Regions from separate parts of the Mus musculus genome. Here region 2 is linked to region 1. The links are chromatin contacts, called in public HiChIP or PLAC-seq maps. All regions are on one chromosome and are shown on one strand. Each heading gives the region's core, a stretch centred on a gene start, on an enhancer-like site or on the middle of the called end of the contact. The rest is flanking DNA. Distances are from core to core; before and after follow the strand shown.

Evidence for each region. HiChIP or PLAC-seq counts read pairs in DNA pulled down with a chosen protein or histone mark.
Region 2: a contact with region 1 is called in an H3K4me3 HiChIP or PLAC-seq map of embryonic stem cells, with 11 read pairs. The contact joins the promoter of Stbd1 here to the promoter of Art3 in region 1. A contact is called at or near these places in 3 of 39 promoter capture datasets (embryonic stem cells, stem cell-derived epiblast-like cells and trophoblast stem cells), 1 of 484 Hi-C or Micro-C datasets (the HL-1 cell line) and 2 of 115 datasets of contacts at active chromatin or transcription factors (both in embryonic stem cells).

The regions. Positions count from the first base shown.
Region 1 is chr5:92,383,522-92,389,238 of GRCm38.p6, forward strand. Art3 (ADP-ribosyltransferase 3) reads left to right here and starts at 3,366. Exons shown (of 10, transcript NM_001370591.1): 1 at 3,366-3,470; 2 at 4,613-4,690. The coding sequence starts at 4,622.
Region 2 is chr5:92,600,741-92,606,457 of GRCm38.p6, forward strand. It overlaps Stbd1 (starch binding domain 1), which reads left to right and starts at 2,311. Exons shown (of 2, transcript NM_175096.3): 1 at 2,311-2,597; 2 at 4,142-5,717. The coding sequence starts at 2,369. The coding sequence ends at 4,929.

The sequences.
Region 1 (5,717 bases), core at 2,116-4,615:
CAGCATGTATCATTTGGGACCTGTCAGCTTATTGCTATGATATTCTTAGCGTTTGCAAACTGGGGTGAGCCCTTTGGTTTCTGGACAAGGTCTGAAGCTACACCAAGTGGTGAAAGCCCTGAGCAGAGATGGATTAAGGTGCTTCTTAACAATACACCAGCTACGCATGATCGTTTCACTAAGGACTGATACAGAGACTTTAGTCAGCTGAGTCAGACGTGCATGTTACCATATGAAATAAAATGTACAGTGTATAACTGGGCAGCACGGACCCTGATCTGCCCTCAACAATTTGCTTTTAAGATATTTGAAGCTGAGGAGGTGGCCCAGTGGATAAACTACTTTCTTCACGAGCATGAGGTTCCGGCTTGGAAGCACGATGGCTTGTGTCTGTAACCCTAGCCGTGGGAAGGCAGAGGCAGGGAGTCCCCTGGGACATGCTGGCCAGTGAGCTACATCAGTCATTGCCAGGGTTAGTGAGAGATCCTCTCACAAAAGAAAAGGTGGCGATGGCAACCGAGGAAAAATGCCTGACCTCAACCTCTGGTATACACACACACACACACACACACACACACAGAGAGAGAGAGAGAGAGAGAGAGAGAGAGAGAGAGAGAGAGAGAGAACAGAACAGAGACACAAAAAGAAATACATAACAATTTTTTTGAGCTTGCTTTCCTGAAGTCAGGTACCAATTCTTCAAGTAAAAAAAATTTTTAAATCAATGTTATGGTTTATATAAATACTTTATTTGTACATTCTGGGAAGGTTCTGTCTTAGACATTGAATACAAAGTGTATTGCTTAATACAGCTGGGTTACATAAACATGAAGTCAGAACCGGTGGCCTTCTGCTGAAGCTGCCCTGCTGATGATCTCCTCTGACAGCAACTCCAACTCTGTCGCAAAAGTGCATTGTTGGTTCTTCTTTTGACATTAATACCATAGTCTGTATAGAATAGTACGGTATGAATCGTCCCATTTTAATAACAGCAACAGCTAGTTTAACATTGAACTTACAGAACACATAGAAATCAAATGTGAAGGAATGGGTTTGGCTAAAGAGTTGGCTCACGAGGTCTCCCTGCAACTCACGACAGAAAGCAGCAAGGCTTGAGAGTGCTCCTCCTCGGGACCTCACTCAGCAGCTGCCCAGCTGTGGAATCTGGGCCCCTTTGCTCTCTGCTCCGGTATAAGAAATTAAGGTAGCAGGCATACAACCTCTGAATCAATGCACATGGGAAAAAGCAAACACCAGATAGGTGCGTCCTAAGGTGCAAACTCAGCGCCATTATATACTCTGCAGTTTTCCCTTACTTGGGACAGAAATAAGTGGAATACCTCTGACAATGCTGATACGTAATTTAAAGAGCAGCTTCTAGATTTTGTATTTGTTTTTTAATTTTATGTATATGGATGTTTTGCCTGCATGTATGTCTGTGCACCATATGCATGCAGTGACCCTGGAGGCCAAAAGAGGGCGCCAGATCCTCTGCGACGTCAGTAACAAATGGTTGTAACTATGGCTGTCATAGTTACATTTTTCCTCAGTGACAAAGCACCATGACCACAGCAATGAATGAGAGAAAACATTGATTTGGGGCTCGTGGTTCCAGAGGGTTGAAGTCCATGGCGGCAGTCCTGGCAGCCAGCAGCCAGTCATGGTGCTGAAGCAGTAGCTGAGAGCTTACCTCTGAGCTACGAGCATGAAAGAGACAGAGACAGGGCCTGGAGTGTGGGCTTTTGAAAACTCAAAGCCCGTCCCCAGTGACACACCCCCTCCAATAAGGCCACACATCCTAGTCTTTCCCAAATAGCTCCAACAACTTGGGATTAAGCATTCAAATACAGGAGCCTGTTGGGGCCATTCTCGTTCAAACAGCTGCCATGTGGGTTCAAGCCAGTATTTTCCATTGCTGAGCCTTAGCTCAAGCCCCCAAGACAAATTTCTTATTTAAAAAAAATGAGAGCATGGGAGATAGAAAATGCTTGCCTTGTAAGTGAGAAGTTCTGAATTCAGATCCCCAGCCCACATAGAAATCAGAAGCCAAGAGGGTCCCTGGAGCTCACTTGCCACCCAGCCTAGCAAAGTCATTTTAGGTTCAGTGAGGAACCCTGTCTCAGAAAACGAAATGGAAAAAACACTGTGACCAAAAGCAACCTGGGGTCATCTTGTTCATCTCTAAGGGAGGTTAGAGCGAGAACTCAAGCAGGGCAGGAACCTAGAGGCAGGAACTGATGCAGAGGCCATGAAAGAGGGCTGCTTACCAGTTTCCTCATGGCTTGCTCAGTCGGCTTTCATTGTGGGACCACACCCACAATGAGCTGGATCTTCCCCAACCAATGAATTGTACTAGGCTAATGGGATCTCTCTCTCATTCTCTCTCTCTCTCTCTCTCTCTCTCTCTCTCTCTCTCTCTCTCTCTCTCATAGATTTGTTTATATGACTACACTTTAGCTGTCTTCAGACACACCAGAAGAGGGCATCAGATCCCATTAGGAATGAATGGTTGTGAGCCACCATGTGATTTGCTGGGAATTGAACTCAGGACCTCTGGAAGAGCAGTCAGTGCTCTTAACCTCTGAGCCATCTCTCCAGCCCAGGGGGCCAGGGGTGGGGGGTGTGTTTTCTCAATTGAGGTGCCCTCTTGCCAAATGACTCTAGCTGGCATCAAGGCGACAGAAAACCAGCCAGCATCTGTCCTTGTTCAAAGAGTGTTCTAGATGCTGGCATCCCCAGCTTCCTTCCTGCCAGTGTTCTCGGTTGGACTTTCATTGGCCTTCGTTTATCCTGAGCAGTTGTTACCTGATTGGGTCTGGGGACACACACATAGTAGTGACTGCCAAACCAGCTTCAGTACTGTGCTCAGCTTGTTTGTGTGTCTCAGTGCCTGGCGCAGTACCTGAACCGCAGTCAGCTGGTTGAGTGGTGATAACCATCACTGTTGACAGTGTTTAACAAGTGAGCCCCCTTGCTGTGGGTGTCATCTAATAGAGGACAGTCCAGCCTTCCCTCTAGCATATGAGTGTCAAAGGCTCAGTTGTTGGGAACTGACCACCCCGCCACCCTACCCACCCAGTCCCATTCCCCCAACTACACACACACACACACACACACACACACACACACACACACACACTGCTCCAAAGGAGTCCAGGGCTGGGTTCAGAACTGAGCATGCTCTGTGGCGGGGGACATTGCTGTGGATTCACAGACCTCTTGGAGACTTAGTGTTAACAGCAGTGGTTCCAGGGCAGAGTGTGGCGACCGACCGGATATAAATAGCAGGGCAGAAGTTGACTAATGAGCCACTGCCAAGCTACCACTAGGGGTGTTATAAAAAGAAAAGCATTCCCAGGCAGCTCACTGTCAACAACATCCTATCCTGGAGGGAAGTTCTCCACAGCAGAGTGGGAATCCGGTGTGAGACAGGGCATCATTTAAACTTCCTGCAGAGGCACAAACGCCAGGTAAACATTTTGATTTATTTGCACCCAAACTGCAGAAAGGAAGACCAGGGAAACCCTGGCCCACGGCTGGCTTGGCACGTGCTGCCCATGGGTATTCCTTAGACTTTTTGAGAGGGAAGTTTGACACAGAGTAGCATCTTAAAATAACTACAGATATTTTAATAGCTTTAGATAAAAGGACTGCTTTTGAAGACAGGAACCTGGGACCTGGATGGATTACAACAAGAAAGACTGCCCTTCCTTCCCCTATGCTGTTTATTATCTCATTCAGAATCCAGATGATGATGTTTGGTTAAAAAAAAATACAGGAAAATAGAGGCTTCATTTGAGTTACAGCAATGGCAGCAGCTTTGCTGGAGCATTATGTATGTGAGAGACCGGAGGCTAACAACCTGTGTCACTGGTTGAGTCGGTTAATGGCTCCGGATAGCTTCAGCCAGTGAGGATTCTTGCCCTCCTGTCTATCCCTTACGCTGCCACAAATACCGGAATGGGTATTGGGCGCCCAGCCAGGACAATGATAGAATCTTGTTAGAATCACTGCCTTCGAAGGGCTCCTGAGTCTGTTCCTATCGTCAGGACATTCCACACTGGCTCGACCTCTGGCTTGTGTTGATTGTGAAGAGTTGGAGGAGGGAGGTCACCTCAGGCGAACAGCTTTGTACTGCTGCTGACCTCATGTCTCCGCTCCCACCCAAGTGGGCATGCTCTAACTTGCAAAGCGAACGGAAGAGCGGAAGCTTCACATGGGAAAGTTTCTAGACCATTCTTAGAAACTGGGAGTGAGAATGAGAGCATGGTGGTTTTAGTTTGTGTTGTTTCCTGTGAGTGCTCAGGGGACATTTAGAGATTGGGAGGAAAAGGTCTCTCTGGAGGGAGAGGTCTGTCTAGAGTTATGTGGAAGTAGACTTGGAAGCACTAAAGTTCTCTGCAGTTTTGCATTGACATCTCTAGAACAAACTGTTAGACACCTGGATAACATTGAATGCCTCTTATAGTCATAGGAATGTATTTGATAATCACTGCGACTATCACAATATCTATCCAGAATGAAAAAATATGCAACATCACCTTATCCAGTTCCGTTTCCCTAAACCCTCTTTGTTAAGTTTACTGAATTAACGTTTTTCATTCTAATCCAGACGTGAAAAATGAAGATGGGACATTTTGAAATGGTCACCACGCTGCTGGCAGCCGCAGTTCTAATGGACATCTTCCAGGTAATGAAGGGAACGGGAAGCATGCTCGCTCCCTGGGCTGGGAACCCTGTAACACAGCCTGAGGCATCTCTGCAGACTGAGAGGAGCCAGAATAGGCAAATGAACTTGTTGGAAGCAGCTTTTCCTTTATTTTGCAGGTTACACATGTGGTAAGTGTAGAAAATTTAAATTAAGCAAAGAAGACAGAAAAATTCAACCACAAACTCCCTCACTCAAAGGGATCAACTCTTGGGGGATTGTGTAGATAGCCTAGGTGGTTTCTCTCTCTTTGTGTATAATTTAATTAAAAATATGGTACTTTTAACCTTGCCTACAGCTAATACTACACGGCATTTCCATGTAAATAAATATTCTGGCCATATCGTGTGTTCTCCAGATAATGCCAGTGTTGATTCCATGTTTGTTATATAAACTAAGTAACGGCTATTCCCTGGTTTATCTTTTTACTGGCAGAAATTTTATCGTGTTATTTGCAGTTCAATATTTAAAAGCAGTAAACATACTTTATGAGTGGCCTGAAACAGGTATCTCACTTGCCTTCTTTAAGCTGCCTTAAGAAAACATTGCATCCAGTTTTAGAGGTTTGATCCACCTTCTAGACTCTAGAATTCTAATGCAACAGCATCCTATACCCTGTGGCTTGCACATTGTGTTGTTGGTTCTTTTACTTAAGACATATAATTGAGATACCCTTAAAACATTTCTCAGCACATACCTTATTGGTTTATAGCGTCCTTCCGATGCTGTCCCGCAGTAACTGCGCTGGAGAGGTGCTTCGCATACTGGAGGTCAGCCCCAGTTCCCCCTCCCTCCATTCTCTGACAACAGGAGGAGTGTGTGGACAGTTCAGCAGAGTGGAATCTTGCGGCATGTGGCCATTTGTGTTTGGTGTCTTTGGTTTAGTATACTGTTTTCAAAGCCCACCCGGGTTGTGGCATGCATTAGTATCTCATTCTTTTCATTAATGAACACCAACACCATCACAGGGCTGTGCCACATCTTGTTTATCAATCAGGCATCTATCTGG
Region 2 (5,717 bases), core at 1,061-3,560, 220 kb after region 1:
TTTATTCATTTATTTTATACATATGAGTATACCACCATTACACTCTTCAGACACACCAGAAGACAGACACCATTACAGATGGTTGTGAGCCACCGTGTGGTTGCTGGGAATTGAAGTTGGGACCTCTGGAAGAGCAGTCGGTGCTCTTAACTGCTGAGCCATCTCTCCAACCCATCCTTTCTCTTCTTATTATGCTTCTCTATATTATCTGTGTGTCTCTCCTCTTCTACCTCTCTGTCATCTACATTTTTCTGACTATCTATGTAACTTCTTTGCTTGGATCTTAAATTCTTTAAAATTTTAAATTAATCTTAAGTATACTTTGATCATATTCTTTCCTCCCTTTCAGCTCATCCCAGAACCTCCCTGTCTTCTTACCCACCCAACTTCATGTCTCCCCCTTCTCAAAAACAAAACAAAACAAAAAAACAACAACAAAACAAACAAACAAACAAACAAACAAAAACCAAAATGAATATAGAAACACAAACTTAAAAAAAGAAAATTAATAAGACCAAAAAAAAAAAACCCCCAAATCAAACAAAACAAAAAGTATACACACACACACAAATCCCCAAATGAAACCTGGAGCTTGTGTGTGTCAACCATCTACTCCTAGAATGTGGCTGATATACCCAGTGAGACTCCATTGGAGAAAATGGATTTTCCCCTTCCAGCAGGCAGCAATTGCAAGTGGCTTCTTGGTCAGGGGTGGGACTTGGTGCTCACTCCCCCCACTGCCTTCAGTGCTGGGATTCTCTCTGGTTTGGGCTTCTGCAGGTGTTTTTCAAGTCGTTACAATCTCTGTGAGTGCGTAAGTGTTTCGAGTCCCGTTGTATCTGCCAGACACTGTCTCGGTGGAGTTATCCACTACCCCTGGCTTCCTTCTTCCACCATCCACCTCCTCTTCCACTTAGATCCCTGAGCCTTTAGGGGATAATTTAAAAAAGTCATCCCATTTAGGACTGAAAGCTCCAAAGTCTCTCTCTCCACACGGTCCAGTTGTGGGTCTCTGTGCTAGTTCCCCTCTACTGCAGGAAGCAGCTTCTCTGAGGAGGGCTGAGTGATGCTCTGATCTACAGGTATAGCAACAGTCTATTTGAAAGTTAAATAATTTAATAATAAAACAGGAGTCAGTATTGCTCTGTTCTCCACCTCTCTACCAGTTGCAGCCTATGCCAAGAGAGGAGCAACCCACCAGGAAGTCTCTCTCAGGAGATGTGTGATCTCTTGTGATCTCAGTGATCCAGCGAGGTGCACTGTTGAGTGATTGATCCTCCCAGAGGGAGCCATGTTAGCAATAATTGCAAGGCATATACTTTCCAGCTGTGGCCTCAGCAACAGGATGTATGTGTTTAAAGGAAAGACTCCAGGTAAAACACCCGGCTCTTTACCCTGAGTAGTGTGCACATCAGCACAGCAGTGTGGTCCTTCCTTCACAGGATTTCTGTTGTGTGAGGACCAATTTAAGTTCATACACAAAACACTTTGACTATATGATGCTTTGATAAAGGGTTGCTGCTTTATTAATATTTACTTGTAGGGGCTCCGTGTCTGGGCAACATCCAGTTCAGCTGGGTGGGTGGGTGTGCAGCAACACGCGTGGCGAGAGAGAGAGAGAGAGAGAGAGAGAGAGAGAGAGAGAGAGAGAGAGAGAGGAAGAGAGAGAGAGAGAGGAAGAGAGAGAGAGAGAGAGAGAGGAAGAGAGAGAGAGAGAGAGAGAGGAAGAGAGAGAGAGAGAGAGGAAGAGAGAGAGAGAGAGAGAGAGAGAGCGCCAGAGCCTGTAACTCCCCACTGGAAACGGGAGAGAATTTCGAGTTTGAGGCAGCCTGGGGTACGGAAAGACTTCTAGGCTAGTCTAGAACCTTTTTTTAAAAAAAAGAGTGTAGGAGGTCCCAGAGGTAAAGGCGAACAAGATTGGCGGAGGTGGTGGGCCTTTATGTAGAGATTTGAGAAAGCTGGGGATGGATTGGAGCTTCCCCTAAGCCCCTGCGCCCTCCCCACGATCCTTACTCTCTCCACCCCTAATTGTGCTAACCGTCCAGTGAGAGCCTTCTCCGGCCTCAGAGCTCCGGGCGCCCATCTCCTGGCTCGGAGCTGTGCGTAACCGGGCTCTTCTGGCGTGGGATAAAGTGGAGCGGGACCAGGTGTGGAAGGGCCGGCAGCGGTGATGGGAGTGGGCGAGAGCCGGGTTGCGGGGCGGGGCGAGCGGGGCGGGAGGCGGGGCCAGGAAAATTCGCGGCGGCCGTGGAAGGCTGGGCTGGCGGCCAAGAACCTTAAAAGGATGGGGCGGGCGGGGTGGGTGTGGCCGTTCGGGTGAGCGGAGCCCTGCACTGGGGCTCGTAGTCTCCCTCAGCCTCTCTCAGCCATGGGCGCCGTCTGGTCAGCCCTGCTGGTCGGCGGGGGTCTAGCTGGAGCGCTCATCCTGTGGCTGCTGCGGGGAGACTCTGGGGCCCCGGGGAAAGACGGGGTTGCGGAGCCGCCGCAGAAGGGCGCACCTCCTGGGGAGGCTGCGGCCCCGGGAGACGGTCCGGGTGGTGGTGGCAGTGGCGGCCTGAGCCCTGAACCTTCCGATCGGGAGCTGGTCTCCAAAGCAGGTATTCTTCCTCCCCTCGAGCTAGTTGTTTTGAAGTTCTCCGGGGAAGGGGAAACGAAAGGCACTTGGAGCCATGCGGGTGGGTTCTGGTGGACCACCTTCCCCGACCTCGGACTGAACCTTCTTCAGCCCTCATCGCGTTCTGGGGTTGTCCTGTCCTGGAGAGGCCACGCGGGTCCTCCAGAGGCCGCGCCCAGCTTCTGCCGCCTCAGCGGGCACAGGCTCCTCCGCCTGGCCGCACTTGGAGCAGTGTACGAGGATGGCTTGGGGGGGGGGGGGCATCTCACAACTCTTCAGTTCCTGCTGAAGCTGAGAGGGACATCTTCTGAGTCCCAGTCGCTGACATACCACACCCCTCCTTAGATCTGGGGCTTATGAACACTCACTTCCTACTATCTGGGCAGCTTTTTCAGGAAAGTAAAATTCAGCTTAGACTTAGGTCATGAAGGCCACTGTAGCTGAGGCTTTGTGCTGGCGTGTGAACAAGTGGTGGCCTACTAGGGAATCGAACTCTGATGAGAATTGTCACCTAAGTTTAAATCTACATTTTAGAGACCCTGCATCAGGCAATCAGTGTGCACTGGCACAAACCCTTACCTCCTGTGCCCTTTGCCCAGCTGCCTGGCAGAACTTATTTTTAGTGGTGGTCATTTGTAGCTACTACGTGAAAATCTTTCCCACGGCTGGGTTTTGATAAAAGGTTCTTCAGAAAATTAGGACTCCAGAGTAATATTTGCTGACATCTCACTTTGAAGGTCATCATTAAAAAGAGGCAAACATGTAGCGCAGAGTTCTCCTAACCCCTGCTGATTTATGGTTTTAGGGCGGTCAGGCTTCTAGGAGAGGTCGCCAGGAATGAAGCCAGGGTTTTAGAGAACTTGGATAGTATACTTTTAAGAATAGTTTTTATAACTGTATGTACTTATTAAGGAGGGTGGGTGGGATGGGAAAATCTTGTGCTTGTTGAAGACATTACTTTTCCCTCAAGCCCTCCCCACCCCCACCACACCCCCCCCCCCCAGCTCCACTCAGTCTTGTTCTCGGTTTTCTTCACACTGACTGCTATGCTTTCCAGTTAGCTGGAGCTGGCCCGTCTTGTATTCACTGCCAGGGAGTTCAGGTGTACTCTCAGGTGCAGGGTAGCCATGTAATCCTTTGTTCTATAGAAGCCACCAGCATGTGAGGCTGGGCCTTGTGCTAAGCTCCTGCCCCAACCCTTGGACAGCATTTTTTTTTCTTCTTTTCTTTAAATGACAGGAGCCAAGTGACTTAACTTTGGATACCTGCCAACATGGTCTGGACTGTGGGAGACTTTGCAACTTGCCACTTCATTCTCTCTCATGGTGTGTGCTGAGACTCCCCAAGTGTGCTTTTGATCGTTGGCTCTACATGTGTGCTCTTAGAGCAGTGTTGGGAATGTTCAAATAGGTACTTGCTTTTTTTAAAACAGAGCCTTGAACTGTACATAGAAATAAAGACAAGAGCAAAAGTTTTCTGCGTCTTCCTTTGTGAACCACCTAATGTTACTGCCCTTTCCTTTCTTAGAGCATCTTCGAGAAAGCAACGGACATTTGATTTCTGAGAGCAAAGATCTTGGTAACCTGCCGGAAGCACAGCGGCTGCAGAATGTTGGAGCAGACTGGGTCAATGCCAGAGAGTTTGTTCCTGTTGGGAAGATTCCAGACACACACTCCAGGGCCGACTCTGAAGCGGCAAGAAATCAAAGCCCAGGATCTCATGGAGGAGAATGGAGACTCCCCAAAGGACAAGAAACAGCTGTCAAAGTAGCTGGCAGTGTGGCCGCAAAGCTGCCCTCCAGCAGCCTGCTTGTGGACAGAGCTAAAGCAGTCAGTCAGGACCAGGCAGGCCACGAGGACTGGGAAGTGGTGTCTAGGCACTCATCTTGGGGGAGTGTTGGTTTGGGTGGCAGTCTTGAGGCTTCTAGGTTAAGTCTAAATCAGAGAATGGACGACAGCACAAACAGTCTTGTGGGAGGAAGAGGCTGGGAAGTAGATGGGAAAGTGGCATCTCTGAAACCTCAACAGGTCAGCATCCAGTTCCAGGTGCACTACACCACAAACACCGATGTGCAGTTCATTGCAGTGACTGGAGACCATGAGAGCCTTGGGAGATGGAACACATACATCCCACTCCACTACTGCAAAGACGGGCTCTGGTCTCATTCTGTCTTCCTGCCTGCAGACACAGTGGTGGAGTGGAAGTTCGTGTTGGTAGAGAATAAGGAAGTTACTCGTTGGGAAGAATGCAGCAATAGATTCCTGCAGACTGGCCATGAGGATAAAGTGGTTCATGGGTGGTGGGGGATTCACTGACTCAGTTTTCAGAGCATCCAAGAGGCTGCAGCAGAATGTGGACAAGGCTAAGGCTTTAGAGCGCACTGCATAGCTTAAAGTAAAGGCGGTGTGATTCCAATTGTAGCCATCAGGGCTCTTTCAGATTTGCTAGTGTGGCTTTTGTCCAAAATGTAGGAAGATGTATGCCTGCAGATAATGCTTCCTGTAAGCTGGCACTTGTCCCTTATTGTATTGACTGGTTTGTGCTGACACATCAGGACTTGAGGAATTGATCATCCTGGGTAGTTGCATCTTGGGTAGTACACCTGAGGTATGGACTACATATGGGCAAGGAGCAACTAAGCAACTGCACGGGTACAAGGTAGAGCGCCCTTAGCAGCTCTTAGACTAGAAAGACTACAATAAGCCCCATCAAACACAGCTAAAGCAACACTGTTTACATCATACGGAACTGTGACCAGTAAGGATCGGAGTGAAACTCTAGACTTCCTGTTAGTTTTTATTCCATTTTAACTGCTGAGGATAGGCGAGACATTAGCAAGTACGCCTTTGTCTTAGTGGCTGAAAGCCTATTCAGAGGTGGTCACCCAGGAAGCAGAGCATGAGGGATTGAGGTGTGAGATGCTGAGGTGGTTTGAAGGGCTCCTTGAGGACTGGGAGTAACAGGTCTGAGTCTGGTACATCCCTCCTTTACCCACAGTGCCCTGGTTGGACCATCTCTGCTCACTGCTCCACCTCATTCCTACATGGGGTCAACAAATGGGCTGCCCCAGAGGCATCTTTTCCATCTGTTAACTCTTCACTCT